2 separate regions of the Oryzias latipes genome follow, and region 2 is linked to region 1. The links are chromatin contacts, called in public Hi-C maps. All regions are on one chromosome and are shown on one strand. The core of a region is the stretch at or near the end of the contact, and the rest is flanking DNA. Distances in the headings are between cores, read along the strand shown. Region 1 holds the start of tmem160 (transmembrane protein 160). Region 2 overlaps prkd2 (serine/threonine-protein kinase D2).

What was found. Hi-C and Micro-C count contacts between places; a contact is called where the count stands out from the background.
Region 2: a contact with region 1 is called in a Hi-C map of embryo, with 1.7 times the contacts expected there. The contact joins the enhancer-like site here to the promoter of tmem160 in region 1. A contact is called at or near these places in 2 of 5 Hi-C or Micro-C datasets (embryo and fibroblasts).

What each region holds. Positions count from the first base shown.
Region 1 is chr13:14,788,997-14,795,655 of ASM223467v1, forward strand. It overlaps tmem160 (transmembrane protein 160), which reads right to left and starts at 3,958. Exons shown (of 4, transcript XM_004075402.4): 1 at 3,627-3,958; 2 at 3,485-3,509; 3 at 1,282-1,374; 4 at 1-440. The coding sequence starts at 3,845. The coding sequence ends at 133.
Region 2 is chr13:14,905,403-14,912,061 of ASM223467v1, forward strand. prkd2 (serine/threonine-protein kinase D2) reads left to right here. Exons shown (of 19, transcript XM_011482554.2): 15 at 556-717; 16 at 964-1,062; 17 at 1,245-1,512; 18 at 2,679-2,764; 19 at 3,316-4,777. The coding sequence ends at 3,525. Among protein-coding and RNA genes, the nearest start is that of LOC101161496, 13 kb to the right of the region's middle. Within about 2 kb of position 3,434, at least 1 of the 8 cell types and tissues checked has an H3K27ac peak or open chromatin away from gene starts, as enhancers often do. A contact at or near this core is called in embryo, where this site is marked.

The DNA.
Region 1 (6,659 bases), core at 2,708-5,207:
TCTTTACTCACCTAAAAAATATGTGATTTCTTTTTTGACCGCAGATAATAGATTTACACAAATAACACCAACCCTGAATCAAAGCAGAATGCGCACACTCAACCACACAAACACTCGGTTCCTGGAAGACCTCTACTTGTTTGGTCCTTTCCTATCACTGTCCTCAGAGTCCCGGTAAGGCCGGTGTTCCCGCCTCTCTTTGCATTCCCGGCATTCCCCCTCGTCCTCGCCGTCCTCTTCCTCGTGGATGATCTCCACCTCCAGTCGGCCTATGTACAGCGATACAGCACAGAGCCAGAAGAGGGCGACGCTGCTCACCACGGCGCCCTGGAGCAGCAGAGCTGGCACAGAAAGCAGCATCAGCCTCCGCAAGGTGAAGAGGCTGCCGATGTACGAGACGCCGCCAAATGACACGCACACACCTCCCAGGATAAAGAAGGCTGCAGAAAAACAGATGATTATGGTGTCACTGTAACTCAGTTCCTTCGTAGACTGCTGAAATACCTTTTTTACATAATTAGATACAAATTAAAGACAAATGTAAGACATTATAGTCTAATCCACTGAATTACAAAAGCCAAACAACCTGTTTATCATGAAAAATTTACAAAAAGAGGCTTTTATTTTGAAGAGAAAAAAAACGCAACGTGTTTAGTTTCTGTCTAATAGATTTAATTTTTTCGTGTTTTCCATTCATCAATAATCACACGCTGTCAATCAATGAGCCTTTTTCATTTGGCATCTCTTCAAGTAGTATCCATGGTTATAACTAAAGCATCAAGGACTCTGTCTTCATTTTTGCTCCCGATGGTTGAAGTCAGTTGCTGAAATCCTTGTGAAATAATTAATTGTGGACCTGCTGCTGGTGCTGTATCAAAGAAAAATTCTCATCACCAGATTCTGTTTGAAGTTCGCCGATTTTACAACAAAGAGCGCTAAAGGTGTGTTTTCACGTGTTTACTTTTCTCGAAAAGCCATTTACTTCAAAGAGAATCGCTGATTTCCAAAAACATCCACAGACTTGTTTTTAGCTCCTAAGCCCTGTGTTATTAAAGACATGAGAAGTTAGAGATAATATCAATAAAACCAATTGCCTATATTAAAAAAAAGAGGTATTGTTTGTTGGTTTGATGGAGACAACGCACAATATCTATGAGCTTTGTAAATATACAGGAAAATGGATTATTTACGTGACTGCAACATGTTGTACTTTGTGTTTTAACAGAAAGTGAAAGAAAATCTGTTCTGTTGCTTTGAAAAGCAAAAGGATCAGTTTTGTACCATAGCCTGCTTCTCGTCCAACTTCACTCTGGACGAAGGCGATGACTCCGATCCCCGTCGCCAGCAGGCCGTTCCTGAACCACGAGAGGAATCCTGCAAAACGGCCAGAGCCGTAAACACAGACCAACATCTGTCACAGATGTCTGCATGCTGCAGTTTGAGAGCTGGGTTTAGTTTGTTCTACAGGTGCCAGACTGGACTCGTGGTCAGATGTGTGTAAAAGAGTCTAAATAAACGGTTCTGAAGAACATGTTCACGCCACCAGCAAAGTGTTCAAAAGTAGCTGACGAGAGATCAGACATGAGAGAGATGCTGTCGCAGTTTTTTGGTCACCAAGTTTCAGAAGGAACTTCTAATGAGAAATTTATAATAAAAAAAAATGAAAAGAGAGATTTTTTTATTTTGCATTAAGCTGATGCTTTTATCTGAAGATCCAAATCGAGATAATTAATATTTTCTGTGGGTGGGAAGCTCTTTGTTTTTGATTTTGAAGTATGTAAAACCCTTTGTGGTACTTGCGTATGAAAATTGTTTTATAAATAAAGTTGGACTTGTTTTGAGTTTATTGAAAAACCATCAGAAATTATGATTCTCTAGGCTGGGACTATGTCTGATTTACCTTCTTTACACCTAAAAAAAAAAAAACTATACAATTCAGGAGCTATCCACTGCCCTGGATTTAAATGTAATTTAAACATATGTTCACTACTTTTTTTTAAACGCCAAATATGACATTGCCCATTTGGCAAAGTAAAAACCTAATAAATTTAAACATTATACTGAGGCTATTTAGGAATCCACTGTGTTCAGATGATTAAAACTTAGATGGTTTACTTTTTTTTTTTAAATAAAAAAAAATCATGACAGCAATGCATTGTGGTCTATATTTGCCAATAGTGAGCATCAATGCACACTAGTTTTTCACAGAAACTTGTGGGAAATTTCCAGGGCACTGGATTTTGGAACTGTAGATTCAGTCAGACACCTCTGCAAAGTGGGGAATGCAATATATAGTGCACCAAGTAGTGAGGGAATTCAAACACAACCTGATTGATGTCAAAAAAGACGGGGGGGGGGGGGGGGGGGGGGCTGGCTGAGACAGCATACGGTAGAATTATTTTAGAATATTGGGAAAAGTGTAAGAAGTGATTGTTGTGTTCCACCCTGTGGATTGCAGAGCTGAAGGGTTCAAAATGTGTTTTTTTCCTTTTTCTGTAACCTTATTCATCTTGGGTACTTTTACTCCTCTTAGATAAAGTGCTCATAATGTCGTGATAATTTCGCATTCATATTTCTTTGGAAAACTAAGAAAACTTGGAGTGAGTGTATTGTCAGGGTTCCACAGAACTTGTTTAAGTTGTTTAATCATTGTCAGTTCCTCAGTTGGATCCTCTCCTTCTGGGTCGCCTGCTGTTCAGCCGCTGCGGCTCTAGTTGTGAACAGCATCACCACCTTACTGAGGCGTCTCCTGTGATGCTGCATCTGGCTGTCTGTGCAGCTTTCACTGAGAGGGAGGTTCCAAATATCAATTTTTACACCAACAAACTTTTTCCATGCTCAGACTCTTTTGCAAATGTTTATCACCCTCATTTAAGGGGTGGGAGGCATGAATGGGACTAGGGGTTCCTGTGTTTCGAATTGTTGTGCTTGTCTTATGTTTTTGTTCTGGTGTTAAGCACTTTTTGTTCTGTTCTATATGGAAAGTGCTATATAAATAAAGTTTGAGTTGTGGTTTTAGTTTAGATTTTAAGAACTGTAGTTTACTTCTGACGCATGGCCGTAAAAAAACTGGACCATGAAACTTTGCAGGTTGGGCTTTAACATAGAGAATCAGCGAAAGCAAAACATGTTTTCTTCCAAATGCTCCACGCTGTTTCTAAAGTCACAACATGGCAACATGGAGTCAAAGTGCGATGCACTCAATTGTTAAATATAATTACAGAAACAAAAAAAAAAATCCCAAAATGTACACATAAAACAGAGTAAAACTCCACAAGATATTGGATCAAACCACTTTTTGAGGGTTGTATGTGGTTGGGGGTGGAAGATACCAAAACAAATATGGAAAAAGAGACCAAGAATTTTTCAAAAGTAAGTCAGAAATGTAAGCTTGAAGATAATTTTTGTTATTCTAAATAATAATAATAATAATAATAATAATAAATCACAAACCTTAAAACTTAGGGGGGGAATTTGAAATTACCTGTTTCGTGCGACTTTCTTAGTATCTGCGAAAGGTGCAAGAGAGAACGAGATAGATGAAAAGTCTGGAATTTACCCTTATTAGATGAAAAAACAAATACATTACAAGTGTGTTGGGTATTTTTACACCATTTTTAGCCTACCAAAGCGTCCGCCTTGTCAAGGTCTGAGAGCTGCAGCGGCTGCTCCGAGCCCCGGCTTTTCCCCCACGACCCCTTCTCAGCCGTCCGCTGCTGCGCCGACCCGTGGATTCTCCTCAGCGGGGCCGCGGAGCGCGGAGGTCGGCCCAGCTTCAGAGTCCGGGCGAAGTAGGTGACAGCCTGCGGCAGCTGCCTCCTCACGAAAAGGCTCAGGAAAGCCATAACATCACTGAAAACTGTTGGGTAAAATGTTAGCTAAGAGCAAAAACACAACACGAACTCTGAACTCTCACACGGTCAACAACGACACTCCGGAAGAGTCCGCCGAAAGGCAGGCAGAATAGAAGTGGCGCCACCATGCGGCAGACATTGGAGCTGGAAAAATAAATAGGCTAATAAAAACGCTTAATTATATTGTTTTAAAGCATTTTTTTGATCAACCTTTTTTTTTTACAAAGAAACTACTACTCTTCTCCTACTCAAACAGTTACAGCATCTCTAGATTTTAAACATGTTTGTTCAAATTTATGACACAAGAGGGCGGGAGAGGATAAAACATTTCTCAGTTTGATAGATAGGTATAGCAGTCTTCTGAGGAGAGAAGTTTGTTTATTTTTGGTTTTTAAACAAATTAAGTAGATTTTATTTGCTGTAGTGAAAAGTTAGCTAACTAAATCAAATAAAATATAAGCTGAAATTATTTGTGTGAGACTGAGTATTTTCTGTAGTTTGGCCTTAAAGTCTCTGTCACTTATGTTTTTCAATTTCTACTGCATCAAGAGTAAAAACTATTATGATGTTCAATTTCAAGAGAAAGATGTCATTATTAAAAGGTTTTTTGTGTCATTTACTTTTTTCAATATATTTATTTGAGCTAATTTAATTTAATTTTTACCTTTTTCTTACCGAAAAAATTACCTAAAAATGTTTTACAGTTTGTAAACATTAAAAATCTTTTGATGTACACTGCTGTAGTAATCAGATAATTAGAAATATGAAAGCTAACAAAATAAAAGGGGGAAATCTGAATCCTAAGCCCAAAAATAAAGAACATGCAAATTTGGTGAGGGGGGAATAAATCGAAATTGTTACCTCAAGAACAAATACTGATTTTCTACATTTACAATGCATCCTTCCTTGTGCTTTCTCTAAATCTCAAATTGTGACTCTTTGCCATCTCTGGGTGGGTGGAGTGTTCCTGCCCCAGGTGGAGGAGTTTAAATACCTTGGGATCTTTCTCTTGAGTGAGGGAAGATCAGAGCGTGAGATTGACAGGCAGATTGGTGCAGTGTCCACTGGTATGTGGTCACTGTACCGGTCCGTGGTGAAGAAAGAGCTGAGCCAGAAAGCAAAGCTCTCAATTTACTAGTTGATCTTTGTTCAAATACTCACTCAAAGAACGAGGTCCCAAATACAAGTAGCTGAAATGAGCTTCTTCCTTATGGATGTATGTATGGATGGATGGACGGATGATGACTCTTCTACTCTAAATGATTTTCATTGGAGACTAGATTTTTTTCTGTACCTGACAGCAAATCAAGGTTGTTACCTGAGACTTCTTTGTGTAAATATTCGAATTTGAGTAAAAGTGATTTCCCACTCGAACCTGAGGTATCCACAGATTAGGATGTAAGGTTTAATGAATAAAATAGTCATTGTTCGCCTAGTGGTAATTTGGTGAACTGCACCAGCTATTTTCTTTTTGAATGAGCTTCGACTGAGAAGTCCAAGGGTTCAAATGTTCCAGAGCAATACCAATTCAAAAATCTTTAATTTTAATGAAAAATACAAACAGGAGTTTAACCCCTTGACCCCTAAGTTTATTTCCAGCTATGGAAAAGAAAATCACATAATAAGAATTTGATTTCACGTAGATCTTAAGTTAAGGTACTTTTGAAGCTGAAGTTGTCTGATGCCTATTTGCATCAATAGGTTAAAAGTAAAGGTAATAAATTGTTCTGACACTGTTTTTCACTTAAGACACTTTTCTATGTAAATTAATTTTTGTCTAGGGCCGGTGTCCTACATGTTTTCCAACCAACCTGCCATTGAAGCTTCTTATTGGCTAAACCCATCTGATCCAGGAAATCAGCAGCAGATAAGGCAGGATTTCCAGAAAACCAGCAGGAGGCTGGTGCTCGAGGTCTGGAGTTTGACACTCAGGCTTTAGGAGTTGCCACAGCAAATCATCCACCTTCTTCTAACCCTGTTCACACCAACTATCCTCATTTCCTCCTCCACTGCATCCATGAACTTCCTCTTTGGTCTTCCTGTAGGCCTCTTTCCTGGTAGCTCCAAACAGGGCCTCCGTTTAACCTACATATTCACTGTTCCTCGTCCCAGCGTGTCCAAACCCTCTTAATCTGGCTGCCCTGCATTTATCTCCACTTTGGTACCAGCAAATGTACCATGGTTTACTTAATTCGTAAAACAAGAACCCAAAAGGACCACATGATAATTTTTTTATTTCTATTTTTTCTTGTTAAATGTGCCAGAAATGTGTGTAAACATACATCATGCAGGCTTGGTTTGTCTTCTCACGTGGAAGGAGTGAACCCTCCTCCGGATGTTCCTTTGTCCTCATCAGCCTGCTGGAATCCAGAGCAGGCTGGATTCACAGCAGACAGTTCAGTGTGTGGAGCAGAGAGCTGCACACGCAGGAGTTTGTGTTTTTGTGTTTGTCTTCCTGTGTGTGAAAATGGTCTAATGCCTTTTACAGACTGCCAACTCTTTGATGTGATAGCACAGCTGACCTACTGGCCACTCTCACGCTACTGTTCCCAACACAATGGCAGGCTGATGTTTGTGTGTGTGCACATATATACACATGCTGACACTTGCGTATACAAAAGCTCTCATTTTGATTACATTGCACAAAGCCGTAGGCTTTCAAAAGTAAATTGTTATGTTTTAGAAAGGGAAATTAATTTCATTTTAAAGAAAATGTGATCTTGTCGCTCAGATTTCTACACTGAAACCTAACAAGAGAAGAAACGCCACCTCGTCTCCCTTTTTGACCTTCAGTAGCCACGACTC
Region 2 (6,659 bases), core at 2,184-4,683, 120 kb after region 1:
CTGCACAGACACCATAGACACTGTCTCAGAGAAAAGATTTCAAAAATGATCCTCTGTTAAAATCCATGTGTATGTATGTAAACAATTGACAAGATCTATCAATATCCATCTATCTGTCTGTCTGTCTGTCTGTCTCTCTCTCTCTCTATCTATCTATACATATATATACACCAACATTACGTTATCATTTTAAAATGTAAAGATATGTAAGTATGACAGTTATTTTTTGTGTGTAGTTTACTGTGGTGAATCAAAAACATTTTGATCATTCATGAACTGCTTTGGTCCTCTGTGGTGTGTCCAGAAAAACCAGCAGATGGAGACAGAGGAACGTCAGCCTGTATCTGTGTTGCTCCTATCTCTTTTTTATTTAAATAGTCTTTTTATGAATTAAATGTAAATACTTGTTATGAGTATTAAATGCAACCCATTTTGTTTTTTTATGTCATACTAGTTGTAATTACTGCCACAATTGTTTTTGTAGGGTCACATCCTGAACATGATCCAAAAACGACCTTTTTTTTAATCCTCTGCCCTGCTTTTAAAATCTTTCAGAGTTTACGCCACCTGGGCATCGTGAACCTGGAGTGCATGTTTGAAACCCCAGAGAAGGTGTTTGTGGTGATGGAGAAGCTGCATGGGGACATGCTGGAGATGATCCTCTCCAGTGAGAAAGGCAGATTGCCTGAAAGACTCACTAAATTTCTCATCACACAGGTGTGTATGCGCCCCAAAGAAACAAGCCAAATATGTGTTGTCATATTTCCTAAGTTGTTGTGCAAAGGCAAGTAGTTGTTAATGTACATATGTTTGATAAAGTTAATGGTAAAACGTCTTGATATGGCAGTTCTTGGCATCAGGTTTTCTACTTTACAGTGTGGCATATAAATAAATGTCACATGTTGCTTCCTGGAACTAATTCAGACCTGTGTTTGGGGGATTCGTGTGCAAATGTGCATGCAGATTCTCTTAGCCCTCAGGCACCTGCACTTCAAGAATATCGTTCATTGTGATCTAAAACCTGAGAATGTCCTGCTCGCTTCTGCAGATCCTTTCCCACAGGTATTTGCACAACACACATCTGCCACCATTCTCATTTTTATGCCTGAAGTGCGGTATTTCACACCCTTGTGTGCGATCCCTCGAACGTGTCTTCTTTTAAATCCGTTTTAATGCAAATATCTTCATTTATTTCCACTCATTTGAACTATGTTATTGCTAATCGTCATCTTCATCTGTCATAGGTCAAGTTGTGCGACTTTGGTTTTGCTCGCATTATTGGCGAGAAATCTTTCCGTCGCTCTGTGGTGGGCACACCCGCCTACTTGGCCCCAGAGGTCCTGCTGAACCAGGGCTACAACCGCTCATTAGACATGTGGTCAGTGGGGGTCATAATGTACGTCAGCCTCAGTGGTACATTCCCCTTTAATGAAGATGAAGACATCAACGACCAGATCCACAATGCAGCCTTCATGTACCCTCCCAACCCCTGGAAGCAGATCTCCAAAGATGGTAAATTGAGATCCCAGTGAAGAAGGAAGCTCTTGTAGACTAATACAGAGATACAATACTTTAAATATAAAAAGAAAACATTTTATTTTAGCTGAAAGTCACGTTTTTGTTAAATAACTTCAACGTGATAACAATTTTTAACAATACAGCATAATTATATGCACATATAATTATGATATAACCAGTGTTTACATACTGTTACACTGTATAGTAGATGGTAAACACACGACATCATGAAATTTTAGTTGTGTTGAATCAATATTAATAACAAAGGACTTTGCTTGTTCTGCCTCATTAAAAGTAAACAAAAAAGCTATAGCTATGGTGTGAAAAACTAAACACAGCCATTATGAAACAATAAATAATCATTTGTTCCATTACCATGTGTTAAAATGAACTAACAATAATATCCGTAGTGCTGCTGCACACAATCAGAAACCCTTTTTTTTGACAAACTCAATGTAAAACAGCAGAAACAATGCGATATCTTAAAATATAATTTCATTTGCACCATTTGTTTTGTTTTTAAAGATGTTTTTAATTTATTTTACCTGTTGTGTTTTAGTACAGTGACTTTGATGGTCCTAAAAGGTGTTTTGAATAAAATTAATTCTTTTAAATACGGTAAATGTTTTTGACATTTTTCAGTGCAAATATAGGCTTTATAAGAAAAAAGTTCCGCTGATTCAATCTTCAACCTCATCAACTGCAGTAATGTGCGTGACATATCTAACATACGCAGCAAGTAGGATTTAGGTAACCTTATTTTGTGGTCTGACCTGTTTGGAAGTTCACTTTTGCAAACGAAAGAATGTTTTGTTTCTCACGGAGAAAGACAGACAGGCAGCAACAGTTCCCACAAGTCAAGCAGCCAAACCTTTAATTGAGGTAGCCATGATTATCAGCTAATCAAGTGAATTTTAATTAGCTCCCACTGGCTACTGTTTTTTTTAATTTATTTATTTTTATACATTTTGATGAAAACTGTACACATCACTTTGCCTGCCTTTTTATAACATAAAGTCATATTATTCATTTTAAAACCTGGCAAGGAACATTAACAGCTTTCTGTTATCTGTGCATATATGCATATATGCACAGAATTATAATTCTTTTGTGTATGATTGATTTAAATATAAATGATGGGCATAATGTCTTCTTTTCAGCAATCGACTTGATCAACAATCTGCTGCAAGTGAAGATGAGGAAGCGCTACAGTGTAGACAAAAGTCTCAGTCACACGTATTTACAGGTACTGCAAATAAACCACTCACATCTTCAAACAGGCACACTATTCAGACATATTTATCAAAAGTGAAGATTTCCTTTGGCCTCAAAGACAATTCGTCATGCTTTCAGTGCAGCTGTAATCCCTCATCAGAGATAAAGGATGCAGCAGCGCTCCGCAGACACTATCACATAGACAAAGCTGGGCCTTAAGATCGCGAGAATGCCTCAGTAATGTCTTTGCCTCATGAAGAAAGAAACAGATTTGAGCACACTCTTCAACTCTGTGAAGTTGTAACTGAGAAAATAGATGCTAAACAGTTTTGAGCATTTTTTGTTTGTTTTTTTTGTTTGTTTTTTGTAACTTACTCTGCCACTACAGCCTTAACTGGATGAAAATTCTATTTGCAATTTTCGGGTTATGTCAGCTCTTTGACAAGCAGGCACTATCCTAAAGTGATTACTGGATGGTCCTCTGTGGGCTCATCAAAACCACGAAAGCTTCTCTTATATCGATCCAATTTCATGGCCTTTTAAACTGAAATTTCACCCTAATGTTTGTACTTCGTTTCACAGGACTACCAGACGTGGCTGGACTTGCGACAGCTGGAGACCAAACTTGGAGAGCGTTACATCACCCACGAGAGCGATGACAGCCGTTGGCAGTTGTATGCCCAAGAGCAAAACATGCCCTATCCTACTCACCTTGTTCCCCCTCCTACTGCTGAGGAAGGTGGGGATGATGCAGATGTGCAAGGCCTCACAGACAGGGTCAGCATTCTCTGAACACAGAGAGACCAAGGACTCATTCAGAAAGGAAGTAGAGGATTACTATGGTTTACCTTGAGACACAGAAACAAGGAGTGGCAGAACCATTGGATTGTAGTAAGAATTTTGCAGAGCTGTTTAGGCACCCTAGGCTGAAAATCTGCTTTGTGCCACTTTTATATTATAAATCCAATTTCTTTTCGGCAATCTAAAAGTCCTCAGAATGTCTTTCAACCATTTACCTCGCCTGTTACAGCTCGCCTTTTATCTTTTGAACAGCCTGACTTTATATGGGATCTTTTCTTTCCATGGACTGGCAGTTTTTCCCCCAAAAGAAAATGAAGTTGAACTTCATATTTGTGTTTTTCACGAGAAAGCAAGGGTGGTGTGTTCACTTCCTCTAACTGTGATATGCCTCTTTAGGTGAAGCTTGAAACAGCAGCTCACTACAAACCACAAAAAGAGCTGTGGGTGTCTCTTCTCTACATGCAATAGACTAGACACATGAAAGCTCTTGTGGGCTGATTACAATTGCAGGCTTTCTTACTGTTTGCTGTCAATACACAGCTCTGATATCCCCCACCACAGGTTTCAAGAGATGGGGCTCTTTACAATGACAAGAGAACTCCTTTTTATATAAGTAAATGCATGCAGACAAAGCCATCTATATTTTCAAATGCAGTCCCGTAAAATTTTGCCAAAAAATGCAGCACAAGCTTCTTCTCCAGTTATTTGTCCTAAGTTGTAGCAACGTAGATTCCTTGATAAATGTAAGTTATCAAAGATGAAACTGGGGCGTTAACATTAACATTTTTGTTTTCAAAACAGTTTTGCCTATAGATATAAAATCATAGATGTTTCAGGCTGGTGACAGTGACTTCTATTGTGCTGAAGGTGCTAACTTCTTCCCAAGTTAGACATTAAGTATTTCACTGAAACACACATCTTTAACTGTTTCAAATTTGTTTGTACTGCAGACTTCATCTTACCTTCCTCTCGGGATCGCATGGCTTAAACGCACAGCTTGGAATTGCTAAAGTAGATGCTTTTTTGTTTTTGTTTAGTAATGTTCCTTATAGTGTCAGAATGCATGTTTCCATGAAGCAAAACTTTCTAGATAGGTCATTCAGCATTGAGTTTGTTATGTTATTCCATTATAAAAATATGTAACCCGAAATGTGTGTACTTATCAAAATGTTTAGATTGTGTTCAACAAGTTTGATGGATGACCCTGACCTTTACAGCAGATAATACAAACTTTCAACACTTCCCTGTTGGTTTTGGGGTTTTTATTGAACGATTAGGAGGATGTGTACTCCTCATCTCCTTTCAATAAGTCTGGAGTCCTCTCTAGCTGTAAGGTTGGGTACTGAGATGTGTGCGGTCATTAATCATGTATGCTCACACTCCTATATGTGTTTTAAGTCGTAAACTTACTGTATGTTTTGAGGATTCCTGCAAGCAGACACAAAGAAACAAGTCATTTTCAAAAAGCCGTCCTATTTAAAAAAATAATCTATGAAACTTGATTACCATACACAGGCAAGCCAGCATGAAATCTCTAAAATCCTCTCAGCTTCATTTTGACATTTGCTTTTTCTCATCGTTGAGTTAAAAAATAGTTTTCACTGCAGGTTTCTGTGATAGAGGGCAGCCGCTAAACAGTGCATGACAAAGAAAATACCACCATTTGCGAAACTGGAATAAATTACTCCTCACCTCAGCTGACTGACAGTTGTTTTTTTCTCTTGGAAGAAGAGCAAATCATTCTAGAAGTGGCTGTAGCTTAAATATTCTGACAGCAGCTGCTCTTTCACATCAACCAAGCTTAATTAAAGATGTAACGGGTTTAAGATTTCATTTTAGGTTTGCTGAAGAATAACTCTTGGCTGTCAGGTTATTTTATTTATTTTTCAACACATCTCCCACACAAAAAAATCTCTGCAGACAAGAAGAATGATTTGTTTTCCCATCAGTGATAGTTGCACCTATGCCAGCTCTGGTTAAATGAATCCTACTTCCTTCAGCTATGCAGCCATTATTGCTAGCAAATGATACTAAATGGCACGTTGCCTCTCTTTGTATCTCTTATCTATTTCAGGTGTTGACAGTTTTATTTCTGTGCCACAAGATGCACTCTTCCAGGATATTGTCTTTGTTCTTGAAAGTGGAGCTGAAGACCCCAACACTTACTTCAGCAGGGGAACTGCGTCAGGCCTCACATGGAACCGGAAATTAAGTTCCTGCTTTGTGTCATGTTAACTCCAATAATCGGGCCTAAATACAATAACAATGTGTCTCCAAAATATTTATATATTTTTTTTTCCACCAGGTCTGGTCTGATTAAAGTACCTGAAATATAAAAAAATGCTTCTCATATGACTAGAATTATGACTCCACTTGCCCTATTCTGACCCTGATTTTGAAGTACAAGCACGCAAAACTCAAACCTTAAACTGTCCCTCAAAGTCCCTTAGAAATATTCAGAGTTCACGGTATACCTTCAGTTCAGCTTTTCCAGTAGCTACATCTGTAAAATCATTTACTGGCAGTTCAAATTCTCAATTCAAAAAACAAAAAAAAATGAACTGCTTCAGAACAGGCGAGGAAAGACCCATTGACTGTAAAGAGAGCTGGACTGAGCAATCCCTCCTCCCTTGGGTTCCAAACAGGAAGTGTCCGCTGGCTCCAAGCCCTTAGACTTCTATTGAAAGATAGTCTCAATGACTCCGTCGTTTTATTTGTCAGAGTAACCATTCTTGCTCTGCTACCTTTTTTAACATGTTGTTGCTAATCCTATTTTTTTCACGACATTTTTTCTTCATTGCAAGTTATTCAAGTTATAAACTGACCAATCGGATGCCTCAATAGTGCCCGCTGGCCCCCACCTCGAAAGTTTGAAATGTTTAGCAAGTAAGTAAGTAAAGCTTTATATAGCACTTTTCTCAGAGAGCGACTCACAAAGTGCTTCACAATGTTAAAACAATATAAATTGACAGATTCTCCCAAGCCCACTTTAAGGGGAAGGGGTGGGGACTTCGAACAACCTCACTCCTGATTGGCAGCAGTAGTTGTCATAGAATAGTTGACTCAATCCGACTCTGACCAATCACTGTTGTCTGGGTCCAACATCGCCAAAAAAATGGTCAATG